Regions from separate parts of the Mus musculus genome. Here all the other regions are linked to region 1. The links are chromatin contacts, called in public HiChIP or PLAC-seq and promoter capture Hi-C maps. All regions are on one chromosome and are shown on one strand. The core of a region is the stretch at or near the end of the contact, and the rest is flanking DNA. Distances in the headings are between cores, read along the strand shown.

Region 1 (3,083 bases), core at 40-2,539:
TCCAGAGAGCTTTGGGTTCACTGTGAGGAGGAGATGTGGCAACACTGCTCCCATGCTGTCTTCTCACAGAGCCATCAGACTTTATACCATCAGTGTTAAGAGGCTGCAATCTCTGTAGAATTTGGGGTGCAGTTTATCCCCTCAGTTCTTCCTGCAGCTTCTCTAGCTGGGCAATGTGAGACAGGACCTTCCCAGGTTTTCTGGCCAAGTTCTGACTCTCCCACTCTTGCTGCTCTTGTACCGACTTCTGGAAATCAAAATTATTTTCCAGACCAGATTGTTAGTGTTTCTTCTATCAAATTGATCTTGATGAAATATTATAAGTTAAAACAGCTGAAACAAGAGGTCAGGTTTCCACAGAAGCCTCAGGACTCCAGAGCCCCCATGTTCCTTATGGACTCCTGAAGGCAGGGCTGCACTGGTTGGCAGAAGGAAGGCTTGAATGAAAAATTGATGATTTCTCAATGTGACCCTGGGATGGGAGCACACACGTACAGCCTGTAGAAGTTGAACATGCCAGCACCTGAGAGCAAATAACTTCTTCACAGGTGTTTTTTTTAAAAATAGTTTAGGCAGAACAGGGTAAGGAGAAGGCTCAGCAATGTGGAAGGCAGAGCCAGGAGAGTCCTGAGGAGAAATAACAGAGACTGTGCCTTGGAGAAAACACACTCTGAAAAGTTGTCCCCTGCCCTACACACACATGACCATGCAGGTGAGCAGACACATGCACAAGCACACTAGCACACATACGGATGCTTCCGTGGGTAAGGAGCTCTGTATTCTGGGGGTGCTATGACAGGAGTACTCACAGAGGTGAAGACAGGGGCACAGGTCTGGCCTTGGGGAGCTTCAGGTTACATAAAAGGATGCCACGTGCCAATGCAGGGACAGGAAGTCAGCTGGCATGTGTTACTAGAGGCTTCTTCTAGAGGGTGTCAGTCAAGGAGTGAGATTGGTCAGCGTGGGCATTTGTGATTAGTATCTTAGAGCAATAATAGCAAACAATTCACGGGTGCTTTTCTACACTGCCCAACTTTACTTGTAACAGCCCTAACTGAGGCAGACACCTTCTCTGATGGGCCAACCGAGGTTCAGTGGCAAGCTCATGATTCTCACACATGCCTGCTAGGCCTACGCACTTAGTCACCCTCTGCTGCCCCATCCTAGGAGACCCAAAGGATCCTTCTCATTCACACTTCCTAACAAGGACACCTCAGAAGCCTGTGTCCTGGTGTGTGCTCCAGCCGCCCTCAGCTGGGAGAGCCAGAGTGTGCAAGCACAGTGCTTTAGCTGTTGTCTTCTTCCCACTTGGAGGTACATTCCTTCAGAGTGACTCACCGCCCCTCAGGGAGCTCATTCAGTTGTTAAATGGAATTGTTTGGGGTGGGGTTGGGGGTAAGACTGAAAACTTGTCTGAAAGGCAGATGATTTTGGTATTGTTCCTACATGGAAACTGTCATCTGCCGTGTAAATCTTCACGTAAATGCCACTTGTGAGCTGTATAAACGTGGACAAGTGACTCCTCTGAGATTCTTGTAAGTTCTTAAATACCCAGAGTGTGTTAGGAGAGGTAAGATTGTGTCTTTGGAGTACTGGCAAGGGTTGGGTGGCTAACAGGCAGGATGAGCACTGGTCACCTTGGCAACTTTCACCAGAGTAGCTTACATTTACGTCTCAGGGGAGAATTGTATTTCCCTCTAGGGCAACTCACAAGTTTTGGGTCTTCTGTACTGTGCCAGTTAAATGCCCACTTCTCCTCTGACCTCAGACATGTCAGGAGCAGGCCTCCAGCCACTCAGACAGACTAAAGTGTTATCATTTAAAATAATAATATGGGCTAGAGGCTAAGAAAATACTCCCTGCTCTCCTGGAGGATCCATGTTCTGTTCTCTAGCATCTGTATTAGGTGGCACACAGAGAACTCCATTTCTTGACCTCCATGGGCATCTGGACACTCACACAGACACACAGAAAAAAAAAAAAAACAAAAAAAAAACTTGTAATGCTTTCTTCCACTGAAAGCCTTGGGGAATCCCACAGCTTTGTCACTTGACCGTCACCTCCAGAGCTGTGCTTGCATAGCAGGCTCAGAGGTTTTCTAAGTATAGCAGCCAGGCCAGAAAACAGAAGCTTTTTTTTGTTTGTTTTTTTGTTTTTCGAGACAGGGTTTCTCAGTGTAGCCTTGGCTGTCCTGGAACTCACTTTGTAGACCAGACTAGCCTCGAACTCAGAAATCTGCCTGCCTCTGCCTCCTGAGTGCTGGGATTAAAGGTGTGCGCCATCATGCCCGCCCGGCTAAGCAGAAGCTTTTAACGATACAACTTTTGCAGCTGGTAAAATGGCTGAGCATCGAAGAGTGCTTGCCTCCAAACCTAACCTGATCTGACTGACCCTCAGAACCCAGCGCCCCTAGACGCAGACTGTCCTGTGACCTCCACGAGGGACTGTGGCACACACAATCAACCCATCAATTATTGCAAACATTTTTAGACATAAAACTTTTGGAGGTTAATCCCAGCACTTGGGAGGCAGAGGCAGGCGGATTTCTGATTTCGAGGCCAGCCTGGTCTACACAGTGAGTTCCAGGACAACCAGGGCTACACAGAGAAACCCTGTCTCAAAAAAAACAAAAACAAAACAAAACAAAAAAATCTTTTGGAGGGATTGGGAGATGGCACAATCGTAAAGTGCTTGCCGCATAAACATGTAGACCTGAGCTTAGATCCCAAGCACCCATGATAAAAAACATAAATAGATTTATAAATTACTAGCCATAGCCACATTAGCCAGGACCCAGTGGCCTCCATATGTGACACAAAAATAAAGTATTCTTTCCCACATGTAAAGAAAGTTCAGTGATAGACAAAGGCGAGTGTGAGGTTTCCTTGAGGACACTTCTAACTCCCTCTTCTACTGTCTGTAACACAGATTCTATGCAGTGATGCACAGTAGCTGCTTCCTCTCCAGTTACCATGGCTACATTCAGACAAGGAAGAAGAGGTGCAAAGTTACCTTCTCCTTTGAAGGAGGCTTCTTAGAGCCCGACACAGAATTTCTCTTGCATTTTATTGGCCAGAGTTGCA
Region 2 (2,711 bases), core at 183-2,682, 630 kb before region 1:
TCTGCCCACAAGAAGAAAAAGAATAGTGTTCTGGAGGTGGATATGGAAACTGGGATCATCCTTGTAGATAAAGAAAACATGGAGAACCTGCTAGAGACTTCTAGAAAGGATGTGGATATTGTTTATGTTGATATGAGCAAGGGACAAAGGTCAGCAAAAGTGCGTGAAACAGGAGAGCTGCCCGCTGCTAAGCCACAGGAACATGGCTGTCGAGAGCTGCTCGGTGACGTCAGGAGCAGAAAGAAACAAAAGCACCTCCAGAAAGTTGCACCCTGGGATGTTGTTCAGGGGAGCCAGCCTGAGAGTATCTCCCTGCCCCCATCAGAGCCCTTGTCTTCTGAAGATTTAGAAGGCAAAAGCACAGAAGCAGCAGTGTTTTGTAAAAAGAAGTCTAAAAAAAACGTGTTCAGGAGCCAGGAATTGGAGCCCATCCCCGACAGTCTTGATGACTCGGAGACCATCTCTGAGAGACTTGATAGCACACACCATGGAGGAGCTGTCGGGGCTGGAGAAGAATGTGAGAGCACCAAAGAATCCCACAGTATCAAAAAAAAGTCCAAGAAAAAGAAGCACAAGTCTGTTGCTCTTGCCACATCTAGTGACAGTGCCTCAGTGACAGACAGCAAGGCTAAGAATGCCCTGGTGGACTCCTCAGAAGGCAGTGGTGCTGTGAGGGAAGAGGACGTGGACCACAGGCCAGCAGAGGCAGAAGCCCAGGCTTGTTCCACTGAGAAGCACAGGGAAGCCATGCAGAGGTAAGGGGGGAATGGGGCGTGTCTTCTGTGTGCGTATGAGATGACAGAAACCTTAAGACTCGTGACATTTAATTGAGCAGATAGCTGAATGTTTTCATATGTAAATGAAGATAGTTAGATTTTCACTGAGATCTATTCTACCTAATTCTATAAGTTTGCACCATTTGAAGACTTCCCAGCCCCCATGGCTTGTCTAAGAGTGTGTATGGGCATACCTTACACTGGGGATTCTGCGGAGCAGCAGAAGCTTGGCTCCCGCACAAGGAATGTAGCTATGGTTATGTCTCCTGCTGTATCAGTCTACTGCCCCACTTGCAGATCCTGAACCCGGGTCAGGTTTTTATCTTCTTACTTTTGTTACTTTTCATTCAGTAATCTTTTTGTGTTTGTTTGGTAGTTCTGGCTTTGAATAGTTTTACATGACTGCTAAATATTAAGTGTCACGTGGGATGGTATTGATACCACATATGAGCCATTCACACTGTCCTCTCACTGGGACATTGTCAGTTCATCGATCATGAGGCAGGAATACGCTAGGGCTGTAGCGCTAGCTTTCCTTGGGCCACGGGTCTTAGGAAAGTCACTGACTTGCTAACAAGTGGACTAGAGGATGTAGTTTCCAGCCTGGCAGACTCGCTGGTGTTTGCCTGAACATGTCAAGTAAGCAGATTCTGCCATCTGCTGGAGAACTGGGAAAAGCATTTGGGAAGACCGAGGGAGAAATGAGGCCAGGGCAGCAGGAGTAGCCACAGCTGGGTATACACTGAACCCCAGCCAACCAGTTAGGAGCCAGGGTATTCTACAGCTCAACTCACTGTAAGGGCGGGGCATCTCTGTAGAGATCAAAAGGGCTTTATTTACTAGAACCATGGGTGAGAATTAGCACATAAACTAGCACTGACTGGTAGGATCGATGGAGTTATCTCTGTCCACACGCCCATTCAAGCTAATCGGGGTGCATAAAGAATTTGAAAATTATTGAGTGAATGGCTGCCTCCCAGGTGCAGTTTAACTTCAATACTTTTCTAGATTGAGACCCGTTCAGAGAGTTAAAAGGTGGAGATAACTTGCTGGTAACCCCGTTTCCCCCTTAGGTTAGAACCTACCCATGAAGAAGAAAGCAATTCGGAATCAGCTAGCAATTCTGCAGCAAGACACATATCTGAGGACAGGAGAGAGTCTGATGACTCGGATGTTGATTTGGGCTCTGCAGTGAGACAGCTGCGAGAGTTCATTCCTGACATACAGGAAAGGGCGGCCACCACCATCAGACGCATGTATCGGGATGACCTAGGGCGCTTCAAAGAATTTAAGGCACAAGGTAAGCTTGCCAGTGTACTGCTTTTGAGTGACTGGAACTGATGGAGAAGCATTCATTAAAAAGATCTTAAAGCTGGGCAGTGGTGGCGCACACCTTTAATCCCAGCACTTGGGAGGTAGAGGCAGGCGGATTTCTGAGTTTGAGGCCAGCCTGGTCTAAGAAGTGAGTTCCAGGACAGCCAAACAGCCAGGGCTACATGAGAAACCCTGTCTCAAAAATAAATAAATAAATAAATAAATAAATAAATAAATAAATAAATAAATAAAAAGGGTCTTAAAGCTGGGCAGTGGTGGCACACGCCTTTAATCCCAGCACTTGGGAGGCAGAGAAGTAGGTAGATCTCTATAAGTTTGAGGCCAGCCTGGTCTGCCAATCGAGTTCCAGGATAGCCAAGGCAACACACAGAAACCCTGTCTTGGAAAAAAAAAAAAGATCTCAGAAGCTATAGATCTGAGACCGTGTGTCACTGAGACCATGTGTCACACTGAGCAGTACTTACTTAGCACTGCTCGAGGAATGTTAAAAATCCCCTTTTAAAACTGTTTCCTCGTTGCATGTATTTATACTGCAGGATAGTGTACTGTGTAAGTGCCCTTTCACACAAATAAGCACTGTGCGTTGAGTGGGGGGGCTCC
Region 3 (3,084 bases), core at 231-2,730, 950 kb before region 1:
CTGGCTCACAGGCCTCATGGCCTGAATTTTAGCTCCAGATCCAACAAGATGGCAAGGAAAAACGGACTCCTGAGAGCTTTTCTTTGACTTTCACACATGCTAAGATGAGACCCTGGCTTAAAGGAACAGGCAGAGCGTGATAAAGGAGACTGCTTGATGCTCTCTTCTGACCTTTGTACACACACACACACACACACACTGGAGCTGAGGAGTTGGCTCAGTGCTTAAGAGAATTTACAGGACCTGAATTTGGTTCCCAGTGCCCATGTCAGCTGGCTCGCAACTGCCTGTAACTCCAGTCCTAGGACATCTCAATTAGGCATCTTCTGCCCATATGTGCACAGATACACAGGTTTATGAATCATTAAAAAACAACCTCTGGCCAGGCAGTGGTGGCGAATGCCTTTAATCCCAGGATTTGGGAGGCAGAGGCAGGCAGATTTCTGTGAATTCAAAGCCAGCCTGGTTTACAAAGGCAATTCCTGGACACCCAGGGCTACACAAAGAAACCCTGTCTTAAAACAATTATGGCTTTGGCTAGGGATGAAGTCTTCTGGAGTTTGGGGTGTTTGTTTTTGCATTCAGAAGTCACTGACCAAACTCTCCCCCGTGCTGGCCATGGATTGGAGCACGAGACAGAGGAGGACCAGAGAGAAAAGGTCCTGCTGCAGTGCGCAGGCAGCCAGGGCAGTGAGGAACGTGGCAGCCAGCAGGCAGCTCAGGCAGAGTCTTAGTTATGAGTTAATGTGCAGAGGATATTCCTCGGTCCTTTCAGGAACACCCCCGCCCAGCTCCAGGGCCCTTGATGAACAGAAGGGCTGGGTTACCACCATGCTTCCCAGCCTCCCTGCATCAACACACTGTGAATGTGTCCCCAACTGCATGCCACTCCTCCACTGCAACCCAGAGAGCACCGAGTCTGTGTAGCAGTTCCAGGTACAGCCAGGGCCCTGCAGGGGCCTCCCTGTCAGCGACAGGCTCGTTAGTGTCTTCCCGAGTGGTCCATTCTTAATGCTCTCTGGCAAATGCATTCCTTTTCATTCTCCTTCTCCCTCTCTCCTCATTTCCAGGTTCCTTTTTTTGATATTTACTTTCCCTTGGACACCCCACACCCTTTTATATATTTTTTCCAGCGACCTTTCCCACCCCAGCAGGCAGTGTGAGCCAGAGTGCCTTTTCTCTCATCCTTCCTTGTATTTAAAATTTAACAGCGTCTCCCCTCTTTTCCCCTCAGTCAGCTGCGGGCAGCTGCTGAAGGAGGCTGTGGCAGCCAAGTCAAGCTTCGGGGAGCTCATCCAGCCATTCTTTGAAAAGAGGATGACAGGTAGGTAGACCACTCTGTCCACTAACCGCCTCAGCCCAGTGGCTCCAGGGCAGGTGCTCTGGCCACCCGTGGGCATAGGGAGGGGATACAGATGCGCCATGGCTGTGGCTTGTTTTTTAGGGAACACCGAGTGGCATCCACTCCTGGTCCCGTGCCAGGTGAGTCACTGACTGTTTAGACCATTTCATTTCTTCCTGGTTAGACGGTTTACAGGGCTTACAGAGTGGGGTACCCAGAGCAGCTGCTGGAAGCCAGAAGGTCCCTAATTTTACAAATTCCAGGATGAATTCCAGAGGAAAGCTTGATAGGGAAATGGTATCAAATAGTCTTTCCAGTTCCCCCGTGTTGTCAATACTAGGAAAGCATTCGTGAATCTGACTCTCCAGAAGAGCATCTCAGAAGAGTTCTCAGGCCAGCTTCCCGGGGCAGTGCACTGGGCGTGGTGATGCACACCCGCAGTCTCAGCACTTGGGAGGTGATGATCACTCTCAGCTACATTATGAATTTAAGATTAGCCTGAGCTGTGTGGGACCCTGCCTCAAAATAATAATGATGATAATAATAATGATGATGATGGCTAGTGAGATGGTTCAGCGGGTAAGAGCACTGACTGCTCTTCCCAAGGTCCTGAGTTCAAATCCCAGCAACCACATGGTGGCTCACAACCATCTGTAATGAGATCTGATGCCCTCTTCTGGTGTGTCTGAAGACAGCTACAGTGTACTTACATATAATAATAAATCTTAAAAATAATAATAATAGCAGCAGCAGTTGGAGCAAACACAGTGGTACCTGATGTGTGTCTGTGAGTTCCACTTCTGCCCCATGAGTGCCAAGTCTCACGCTGCAGATATTTGGACTGAATGAATGAACAGGATGCCAGAGTCAAGTAGGTGGATAGCTGTGGCTTTTGCCCTGTACCATGCTGTTCATGACTGCGTGAAAAACCAGCTCCCCACCCCCACCAGCAAGCACCTAGGAGATCAGACCCGAAGAGAATGAGCAAGCCAAGGTCACAGAGGTAACAGCAGCTGTGGGTGAACAGCAAACCTTGACCCTTTGTGCAGCGTGTCTACATGTGTCCCCCAAAATATGAAATTACAAAAAAAGGCAAGCATTTGATGAGTCTCTGAGTTCACATCCCTTGTGTTATTCTACGAAGTGTTTTCTCATGTATACTAGCTTGACAGCATGCTAGATTATCCATTGATGGATTGAAGTCACACCCATTGACCCTGGGGTATTGAATACTGTGCTGGTGTGGATGGCTACCTCAGCATGTGCCTGCTCCCTCCATCTCTTAGCTGCCTCTGGTTGTCACCACCATGTTTGTCTGTGGTTGGTGATGTAATGGACCTTGTAGTTCAAGATAACACAAGTTTATTTTATTATGGAGGTCAGAAATACTGAACTAAAGGGTTGTGTCCTGGCTCTGGCAAGAATGTACACCTGGCATCTAAAGGCTTCCTGTATTCCTTGGCTGCTAGGCCCTCCTCCCATTTAGAAGCAAAACAATGTAGCCCCTCCCTTTCTGCGTAGACTGGACAGGCTTCAACTCACACAGATCTGCCTGCCTCTGCCTACTGAATGTTGGCATGAAAGATGTGCATGCCACACCGGGCTGTCCTTGGCTTCTTATCTCAAGGACGGAAAATAGTGACTCACACAGATGTGCAGAAGTAGAAAGGAAACTTCATTTAAAAGCAAAGCAACAGGTGGGAGGGTATGGGGGACTTTTGGGATAGCATTGGAAATGTAAT

Evidence for each region. Promoter capture Hi-C pulls out the DNA fragments that hold promoters and counts their contacts. HiChIP or PLAC-seq counts read pairs in DNA pulled down with a chosen protein or histone mark.
Region 2: a contact with region 1 is called in a promoter capture Hi-C map of embryonic stem cells, with 2.1 times the contacts expected there. The contact joins two enhancer-like sites. A contact is called at or near these places in 8 of 39 promoter capture datasets (the 3T3-L1 cell line, 3T3-L1-derived adipocytes, the C10 cell line and 4 more) and 2 of 115 datasets of contacts at active chromatin or transcription factors (embryonic stem cells and pancreatic cancer cells).
Region 3: a contact with region 1 is called in a FOXA1 HiChIP or PLAC-seq map of pancreatic cancer cells. The contact joins two enhancer-like sites. A contact is called at or near these places in 2 of 39 promoter capture datasets (hippocampal neurons and pre-B cells) and 1 of 115 datasets of contacts at active chromatin or transcription factors (pancreatic cancer cells).

What each region holds. Positions count from the first base shown.
Region 1 is chr2:29,690,387-29,693,469 of GRCm38.p6, forward strand. All of the region lies in intron 5 of Rapgef1 (Rap guanine nucleotide exchange factor (GEF) 1), which reads left to right. Among named protein-coding and RNA genes, the nearest start is that of Gm13420, 60 kb to the right of the region's middle. Within about 2 kb of position 1,290, at least 71 of the 459 cell types and tissues checked have an H3K27ac peak or open chromatin away from gene starts, as enhancers often do. A contact at or near this core is called in embryonic stem cells and pancreatic cancer cells, where this site is marked.
Region 2 is chr2:29,065,154-29,067,864 of GRCm38.p6, forward strand. Ttf1 (transcription termination factor, RNA polymerase I) reads left to right here. Exons shown (of 12, transcript NM_009442.2): 2 at 1-755; 3 at 1,850-2,076. Among named protein-coding and RNA genes, the nearest start is that of Ttf1, 6.2 kb to the left of the region's middle. Within about 2 kb of position 1,433, at least 42 of the 459 cell types and tissues checked have an H3K27ac peak or open chromatin away from gene starts, as enhancers often do. A contact at or near this core is called in embryonic stem cells, where this site is marked.
Region 3 is chr2:28,741,426-28,744,509 of GRCm38.p6, forward strand. Ak8 (adenylate kinase 8) reads left to right here. Exons shown (of 13, transcript NM_001033874.2): 10 at 1,235-1,324. Among named protein-coding and RNA genes, the nearest start is that of Mir3088, 9.7 kb to the left of the region's middle. Within about 2 kb of position 1,481, at least 1 of the 459 cell types and tissues checked has an H3K27ac peak or open chromatin away from gene starts, as enhancers often do. A contact at or near this core is called in pancreatic cancer cells, where this site is marked.